Linked DNA regions of Mus musculus: all the other regions are linked to region 3. The links are chromatin contacts, called in public promoter capture Hi-C maps. All regions are on one chromosome and are shown on one strand. The core of a region is the stretch at or near the end of the contact, and the rest is flanking DNA. Distances in the headings are between cores, read along the strand shown.

Evidence for each region. Promoter capture Hi-C pulls out the DNA fragments that hold promoters and counts their contacts.
Region 1: a promoter capture Hi-C map of liver shows a contact between it and region 3, with 4 times the contacts expected there. A contact is called at or near these places in 2 of 39 promoter capture datasets (liver and stem cell-derived epiblast-like cells), 1 of 130 datasets of targeted methods (pancreatic cancer cells) and 1 of 9 other capture datasets (pancreatic islet).
Region 2: a contact with region 3 is called in a promoter capture Hi-C map of liver, with 2.3 times the contacts expected there. A contact is called at or near these places in 7 of 39 promoter capture datasets (the HPC-7 cell line, embryonic stem cells, erythroid cells and 4 more), 5 of 484 Hi-C or Micro-C datasets (the G1E-ER4 cell line, cerebellum and embryonic stem cells), 2 of 130 datasets of targeted methods (embryonic stem cells and pancreatic cancer cells) and 1 of 9 other capture datasets (adipose tissue).

Annotation. Positions count from the first base shown.
Region 1 is chr19:5,049,281-5,052,098 of GRCm38.p6, reverse strand. It overlaps Rin1 (Ras and Rab interactor 1), which reads right to left and starts at 1,284. Exons shown (of 10, transcript NM_001374051.1): 1 at 1,158-1,284; 2 at 845-1,025; 3 at 631-745; 4 at 469-541; 5 at 267-358; 6 at 1-123. The coding sequence starts at 1,240. Brms1 (breast cancer metastasis-suppressor 1) reads right to left here. Exons shown (of 10, transcript NM_134155.3): 10 at 2,187-2,692. The coding sequence ends at 2,685.
Region 2 is chr19:6,333,609-6,336,308 of GRCm38.p6, reverse strand. It overlaps Men1 (multiple endocrine neoplasia 1), which reads right to left and starts at 1,296. Exons shown (of 10, transcript NM_001168489.1): 1 at 1,227-1,296; 2 at 404-864. The coding sequence starts at 848.
Region 3 is chr19:5,769,911-5,772,695 of GRCm38.p6, reverse strand. It overlaps Scyl1 (SCY1-like 1 (S. cerevisiae)), which reads left to right and starts at 1,277. Exons shown (of 17, transcript NM_023912.3): 1 at 1,277-1,476; 2 at 1,833-1,973; 3 at 2,144-2,493. The coding sequence starts at 1,366.

The DNA of each region.
Region 1 (2,818 bases), core at 35-2,534, 720 kb after region 3:
AGCAGAGGGCAGCACCAGTGCCCTGATCCAGCTCTTGAGGGGAGCGAGCCTTCAGCCGGGGTATGGGTGGGGCTTCCGAAGGCCTCTGTTGGTCCTTGGTGTTGAGTGAGGAGCTCCAGAACTCTAGCAATGAGAAACCAATGGGGGGGGGGGGTGCTCAGAGCTGGCTCTGCAGGGTGCCCACAAAGGAAAATCTTGATTGCTCTTCCTTCCCCCATTTGACCTCTGTGTGTCCATCTGTGTAACAGGCTGCAGGGTACCCTTACCCATGCCCAGATGGGAGATGGCCTCCAGCTCTTTGTGGGTGGCTGCCTGATGAATGGCTCTGGGGAGTCGGAGAGGGAGGAGAAGAATGTCCCTAAGGACAGAGCAAGGAGCAGTCAGGAGTGAGCGGGGTTCAGATGCAGAGGACAGGCAGTCCAGGGAAGCAGGCCCAGGGCTCAGCAGGTGCCCCCCAGGCAGGCTCACCTGGTACGGCAGTATCCACAGATGAGCTGCACCAGGTCCTGGAACATGAGCTCTGAGCCCTCCAAAGAGACACCTGAGAGACATTGGGAGTGAGGCTGTTCTCTGGGGACCTCCCTCCCCTGCCTGTCTTCCAGCCCCTGCCCTCCAGGCCACCCTCCTCACCGCCAGTACTCTCTTCGATATAGTGGCTGGAGACAAAAGAGGGGCCACTAGCTTCTGGCAGCCGCACACACAGAGCCTGGCACTGGCGAGTGTTAGATTTCCGCACCAGGAAGGTCTGTGAGTGAACGAGATTAGGAGGCTCTGGTCCTCCATGTCCAGGCTGGTTCCCTCCCATCCTTGGCGGGCTAGGCCTTGAGGAAAGGGAGAGACTCACCCCCGGAGGCTCTGTCCTCAGCACGTGCAGCGCGGCTGCAGCGTTGGCCCGCAGCTGTAACCACACAGGCCGGGTGATCAGCAGCCGCTCCCGAAGGCTCACAGTACGTGCTGGCTGTTGGGACCCGCCTGCCTGTACCCCTCTGGTATCAGGTGTGTCATACAGTGGGTCTGTAGATGGCCTGGGGGCAGACACCCAGACCTGGGGTGAACACGTCTTCCCATTCTGGGCTTCCCATCTATCCTGTCCTTGCCAGCTCCTCCTAGATCTGCCCTCACCCGATGCACCTGGCTGACCCCCCAACTTTACTAACTTTTCTTTCTGTTGGTGCCCAGGTACAAAGTTCAGGTTGGTGGCTCCCAGAGGGTGTGCTCCGGTCTCACCAGGGTCTTCCATGGCTGGGAGCTCCTTCGGCTTCTCCTGGGACTCAGGAAGACAATCCAACCCCCAAGGCACAGGCGTGCACATTCCTGGCGGTGAGTAACACTTCCTGAAGGCGGTTCGCCCTGTCACACCCCGCCAGTTAACTCTTGTATGTCCACTCCATGTAGCCAGTGTCCACTTCTTCTACTCTTAGACAGTCTTGAATGGCAGAGAAGCCCTCCATGCCAGTGTCATCATCAGGCCCCGGCTAAGGGAGGACCACCCCCACACAGCACCTCCTGCAGCCTCCTCACACTAGGCAGTGGGGGAGGGAGGGGTTAGGCTGGATCAGCCAAGTTCCCATAGACCCAAGCCACACCCCTGGGTCACCTTAAGAAGTCTGTGGTCACTGGCTCATCGGCTCCAGCCTTGCAAAGGGGGGGCGGGGGGGGGGGAAGGTCAGCCTTGTGGGAGAGCACCCCCTACTGGTTGCAGATGACTCATTCCTGAACCTAACTTGGGTTTTGTGATTTCAGGTTGCTATGGAGAAAGGATGCTGTGTCTCCATGGAAACTAAGCTCTTTGCTTAACTGAGGTTCTGGGGGTGGTTCTGACACTCACTGTTAACCAGAGGGGGAGTGTGGCTGTGAGGTCGACAGCACTTGGTGCTGCTGCTAGCTGCCTCCCACACACAGGCCCTGCTAGCTAGCCTGCCTTGCCAATCTGCCGAGTGTCTGGGGCAGGTGCAGACATGACCTGGCCTCCAGGCATGTCCAAAAGTCCCTTCACCACACAAGGCCATGTGCTTCTCTGGCTTGCCTGTGCCATGCGGCGCTTCCTGCTCTGGTCCCAACTTCCTCTCCCAGGCTTTTCTCTAAGTCACAAACTACAGGGACCCCAGCAAAGTCTGTCTTAGGTGCTCCCACAAAGCCTTGATTCCCTTTTAAGATACAGCAGCCACACATCAGCCACACCAAGGTCCCAGGTTAAATTTTATTCCAGTCTTTGGAATCTGAGAGGCAGACACCAGGAATAGCCCTGAGAAAGCCTGGGAAGCCGTCCTCTCCAGCGGCAGTCAGGGTGGACAAGGCCCAACATGTCTGCTTGAGAGTTCCTCCTACAGTTGGGCCTGGCTCAGTGGCTGAGGGCCAGGGTTCAAGGTCAGGAGGACTGCTGCTGTGACTCTGGATGAGGCCTGGTCTCTCTGTGGGGGGACGCTGAAGAAGTTATTCTTTGGGAGGGAGTGGGCTGGTCAGGGATGGAGACCACAGTCTTGCTTGGCCAGGTCGGCTTCAGGGCCACAGTTGTGCAGATCCCAAGGAGAGCAGAGGAGTCCAGGCCAGTGGTGGCAGAGGGTCAGGGGCCAGCAGCAACACTGAAGAGCTACTAGGCAACCCCCTGCCTTTGCAGAGAAATGTTAATCCTGCGTGAGGTACCAGCTGCTCCCAGGACCCTCCGAGCGAGAGTAAATGCAGGGTCAGGGTCCTAGTGGGATATGGGAAACTTCTGAAGGGAGTTGAACCAAAAGGACCACCAGCACTTCCTTCCTGACGGCAGTGAGGAAGTGCCTTACTCCCTCGTCCATCAGGGTTTCTTCTTCCTGCCCTCTTG
Region 2 (2,700 bases), core at 47-2,546, 560 kb before region 3:
GTCCTTAGTCAAGCCCGTGCTTCCTTTCAAAATATTTTCAAAGGTATAATCTTAATTGTCTCAAATGTACCCACCCATTTGTCCTACCTCCCCAGTCTGCTACCACCTTCTTTCCCCATATGTTGGGCTGCCAGATCCCTCTGGCTATTCAATGGCAGGGCTGGGACTGTTGAAAGACTGGGGAGTAAAAGCTGGCACCAAATGACCAGGTTCCAGTCTCAGCCCTGTCATTCTGACATTCCCCTCTTCAGAATTCTCTTTCCACAACTGCGAAGGAGAAATAATACCTGCCCCACCACACAAGGTTTACAAGTCTCAAAAGGGCTATAAGCCATATTGTTCAGACATGAGAAGAGGTAAGACAACACTCATTTGCTCTCCTGACCACCTGTCTGACTCCAACCTGTGATGAAGCTGAAGAGGGACTGGATGTGGGCCCGGTCCTTGAAGTAGGAGCGGCTGAGGCTGTTCCATATGACATCCGAGACCTTTTTTACCAGTTCGCGACTAGAAACACCTCCCTCTCGAGGATAGAGGGAGAGGTCCACAGCGCCGCGGATCTGAGCGGTGAATCGGGCATAGAGGGCAGCAATGATGGATAGGTCGGCCACCGGGAAGTAGGTGAGGCCACCAGGAGGGTCGGGTGCGGGGCTGGGCTGGAAGGTGAGCTCCGGCACGTTGGTGGGGATGACACGGTTGACAGCCAGGAAATGCTCCACGAAGCCCAGGACCAAGGACAGGAGCACCAGGTCAGGCTCCTCTCGGCCCAGCTCTGCAGCAAACAGGCGCACCACGTCGTCGATAGAGCGCAGAGGGAACAGCGTCTTCTGGGCGGCCTTCAGCCCCATGGCGGCGGGCGGTGGCCTGCGGGCGAGCCGAGGGAGGGAGGGTCGGGCTCGGCGAGAGAGCCCCCTCCCAGGCTCGGCTAAGGCTCTACCCTCCGCCACAATTCTGCTTCGCCAGCCGCTTCGTCCTGTGCTCACGGGCGGCGGCTCGGTTTCTGAGACCCTTCAACCAAGGCTATATAGGGCCTTCTAGTTCCTTACAATTCCGGGACCCCCAGCCCCGATGAGGCTGCTCCCAAAGACCTATTGGGGACCCTCAAAGGCCGCCCCTCCAGTCCCTACAATCTCTACCCGGCCCTCTGGAGCCTGTCCAGAAGGCAAACCCAAACCAGCCTCCCACAAGTCCCAAGGAGAGTCCCGGCTTCGGTCCCCCGCGCCCACCTCCGCGCTTACATCCCACACAAGGCACCGCGGCGCCCGCCGCCTGAAGCCTGCTGGGAAATGAAGTCCCGCGCCTCCTATGGCCGCACTGCCTGCTGGGAAATGGGGAGTCCTTGCTCACCCGGCCCTCTCTAAATCTGAAAATGACAGCCAAACCCGCAATGGCTTATGGAAGAAGTAGTCCTGCTGCTCCAGGGCGGGTAAGCTGAGCTCCTCAACGATTGGTCATCTAGGATCACGCCAGAAGAAGTTCCTCCGTGACTTCTGGGAGATTGTAGTCCTAGGATTAAACTCAGGCGCAGTAGCGCCCCTGCAGTGTGTATTATGGCCAGTTTAAGATGTGAGGGAAACTGTTGCTCTAAAACACTACAAGGAGGCTGGAGACCTGGTTCAGCTGTTCAGAGCACTTGTTGCTTTTGCAAAGGACCTGGGATCAAGTTTAGGTCCCCACACCCACATTGTGGCTCACCATCTGTAACTCCACTTCCAGAGGACCCATGCTTTTCTCTGACCTCCACCAAGCTTGACTTGGTGCACACACATAAAAAGGCAGACGAAACATCCACACCTAAAAAGAATGCAAGGCTGAACACAGTACGGCGGAGGCAGAAGGATTTTGGTGAGCTCAAGGCAAGACTGGTCTATGATCCAATACCAGTCCTTGAAATTAGAGGCAAGGAACTCAGGGTGGACTTCAGAGATGACTCAGAGTTAAGAGCCCTGGCGGCTCTGGCTCAGGACCCTGCGTTCCCAGTATGTACATGTTTGCTCACAACTGGGTCTTTAGCCCCACTTTAGGAGGTCCAATGTTCTCTGCTGTCCTCTGCAGGCTCCAAGCAGGCACCTTATGCACACACATAGGTAAAATAAAATTAAGGAAAGAAAAGAAAAAAAAAATCAGGAAGTTCAAGGTCAGTTTTACCTTAGACAGGATCTTGCTTTTTAGTTCAGACTGGCCACAGACTCACAATATTCCTGCCTCAGCCTCCACCATGCTGGGATTATAGATGTTCACCACCAGTCCACATGGCACCACCCCTCCCACAAGGCTTCATGACCTCATCTTAATTCACGAAGTCTGTAATGACCCTGTTTCCAAAACGAAGTCTTTTTGTCTGAGACCAAGACCTCAATAGATGAAGCTGAGGAGATGATGTAGCAGCTGAGAGCCTTTTGTTGTACCAGTAGGAGGACCTGAGTTCAAATACCCAGAATTCACTTATACGTTTGGAATCCTAGCATTATAGGGCATGGATGGGGAATGGGGTCAGTGTGGGGGTTAAAGGGAGGAGGGTCTTGGGACTTCCTGCCTAACGACCTAGCTGCAGGTTCAGAGAGAGAGCCTGTGTAAAGGGAAGAAGACAGAGAGAGTCATAAAGAAGGATATGTGATCTTTCTGTTTTCCACATCTGAGCAGCTCCTTACACAGGTGTAAAGACACCACACACATATACAAGCAGAACCTCTTCCTTTC
Region 3 (2,785 bases), core at 28-2,527:
CTGTGAACAGACACCATGACCAAGACAAGTCTTATAAAAAACAACATTTAATTGGGGCTGGCTTACAGGTTCAGAGGTTCAGTCCATTATCATCAAGGTGGGAGCATGGTAGTATCCAGGCAGGCATGGCGCAGGAGGAGCTGAGATTTCTATGTCTTCATCCAAAGGCTGCTAGTGGAAGACTGACTTCCAAGCAACTAGGGTGAGGATCTTATACCCACACCTACAATGACACACCCATTAGGTCACACCTCCAGATTGTGCCACTCCCTGGTCCAAGGATATACAAACCATCACAGAGGTATTTTCTTAATAGGAGTACACTGGGCCAACCATATACAAACTATCACAGGGTATTGGCGCTCCTAAAACTGGAGTTATAGGAGGTTGTGGGCCAACAGAGGGTGCTGAGAGACATTCTGGAAGAAAAGGTTTATTCCTGGCTTTGCCATGTTCCAACTGCCAGCTCAGCTCAGTGACTCAAACATCATTCCCAGCTTCAAGCTCCTGCAGGACTCTGGCCAGCACCCATGTCCACTTTGGACATACTTCTCTAACAACAGTTTCCCAGACCTCTCAGGACATTTGTGTCACCCCTTGCCTATCTCCACCTCAACCCCACTCTCAAGGTCTCAAGTACCTTTATTGTAGTAACTAAATTCCTCGCTGAACCCCAAATCTGCCCATTGCCTGTTGAAGGAGCGTTTGGCTTAAGAGATAACCATTGGAGTTTGGAGAGACCAGGGGTTAAGAGCACTGACTGCTTTTCCAGAGGTCCTGTGTTCAATTCCCAGCAACCACATGGCAGCTCACAACCATCTGTAATGGAATCCGATGCCCTCTTCTGTTGTGTCTGAAGCCAGCTACAGTGTAGTCATATACATAAAATAAATATATCTTAAAAAATGAGAGCAATAACCATTCTCCTCACTACTATTACTTTCCAATCATACTGCCTGCCACTAGTAGCCTTTCTTTTCTATCTCCCCATCTCTTTCCACCCCTGCCCCCCCAGGTTTAGATAGGCCCTATTGTCACGCTCACTTCCTGAACCCCTCCCCTCTTCATTCTACAACGGTTGCACTCACTACTCTCTATCACACTCAATTTTTCTATCTATACAAGGCCACAAGTTGGGAGCATTCAGATGACCATCTTGGCTCACCCTTCCGGTCACGCTCCGCCCTGCCCAGGGAGGTCTGCCTTCAGTCCAGCCTCACTCCCGCAAGGCCCCACCCTAAAGCTCCGCCCCAACTCAAACCCCGCCCATAGACCAGACTGGCTCCGCCCTCGCCCCGCCCCGCCCCGGCTCGGGCGGCCGGAGGACCCGGAGTGGAGGCTCCCGAGCCCGTGGCGGCGGCGACGATGTGGTTCTTTGCCCGGGACCCGGTCCGGGACTTCCCGTTCGAGCTGAGCCCTGAGCCCCCCGAAGGCGGGCCGCCCGGGCCCTGGATCCTGCACCGAGGCCGCAAAAAGGTGAGATACTGCGCTGCTCCGAAGGCCGCGGCCGACCTCGGCCTTTCCTACTATGTATGCCGGCTTCGCTGTGTCGCGCCGGGCCTGACGTGGCGGCGACCGAGAATCCCGGCAACGGGCTGGGGAGCGGGGCGAGCAGTGACGACGTGGCGGGCGGAAGGACCGAGGGACGGACAAGCAAACCGGACGGGGGTCACGTGGGCCTGGCTAGCTCCTTCAGGGCTGTCCTAGGGCGAGACTGGCTGGAGTCCCTTCCCTTCTGTTTTGGAGATGGGCTCGGAGCTGCTGTAGCCCAGGCAGGTTGGAGAGATCACCCGGCCCGTGCCTCTCAGGTTGCTCTGTCTGTCCTCCACCAGGCCACAGGCAGCGCAGTGTCCATCTTCGTGTATGATGTGAAACCGGGAGCTGAAGAGCAGACCCAGGTGGCCAAAGCTGCCTTCAAACGCCTCAAAACTCTCCGACACCCCAACATCCTGGCCTATATCGATGGGTTGGAGGTACCTGTCGCCCGATCTACCCATCTTACTCTCCTCAGGCCCTCACTTTGTACCCAAGTGCTTCAGTAGCTTCAGATTTGGTATCTTCTCCACTGCCTCTTTCCCTGTCACGCCCCTCATCTTCCCTTCCTCTTCTGGCACCGTGCCCTGATACCCCTTTTCTTACTCAGACAGAAAAGTGCCTCCACATCGTGACAGAGGCTGTGACCCCCCTGGGAACATACCTCAAGGCACGAGCAGAAGCAGGTGGCCTGAAGGAGCAGGAGCTGTCATGGGGGTTACACCAGATCGTGAAAGCCCTCAGCTTCCTGGTCAACGACTGCAACCTCATCCACAATAATGTCTGCATGGCCGCTGTGTTTGTGGACAGGGCTGGCGAGTGGAAACTTGGGGGTCTGGACTACATGTACTCGGCACAGGGCAACGGCGGGGGACCACCCAGCAAGGGGATCCCGGAGCTCGAGCAGTATGATCCCCCGGAGCTGGCTGACAGCAGTAGCAGAGCAGTCAGAGAGAAGTGGTGGGTGCCCGAGGTCACCGTACCTTGATCTGCCCGCACTGAGGCTCCTGGACTCTGGCGACCCCTAGACCCGCTGGGAAACCCCTTCCCTTGCTGCCTGCCTGGCAGGGGAAGCAGGATCTCAGGAGGAGGTGGTTGGCTAAGAGGGACAGAGTTTGGGTGTTCGGTGCTTCTGGATTTGAAAGCTGTGTGTTGGAGGCAGGTGTCTGTCCTTCTCTGAGCTTTGGTGTCTTTGTTAAATGGGGCTAATGAAACAAACTCCTTGGGGCGGAGGGCTCAGTTCAGGGACGCA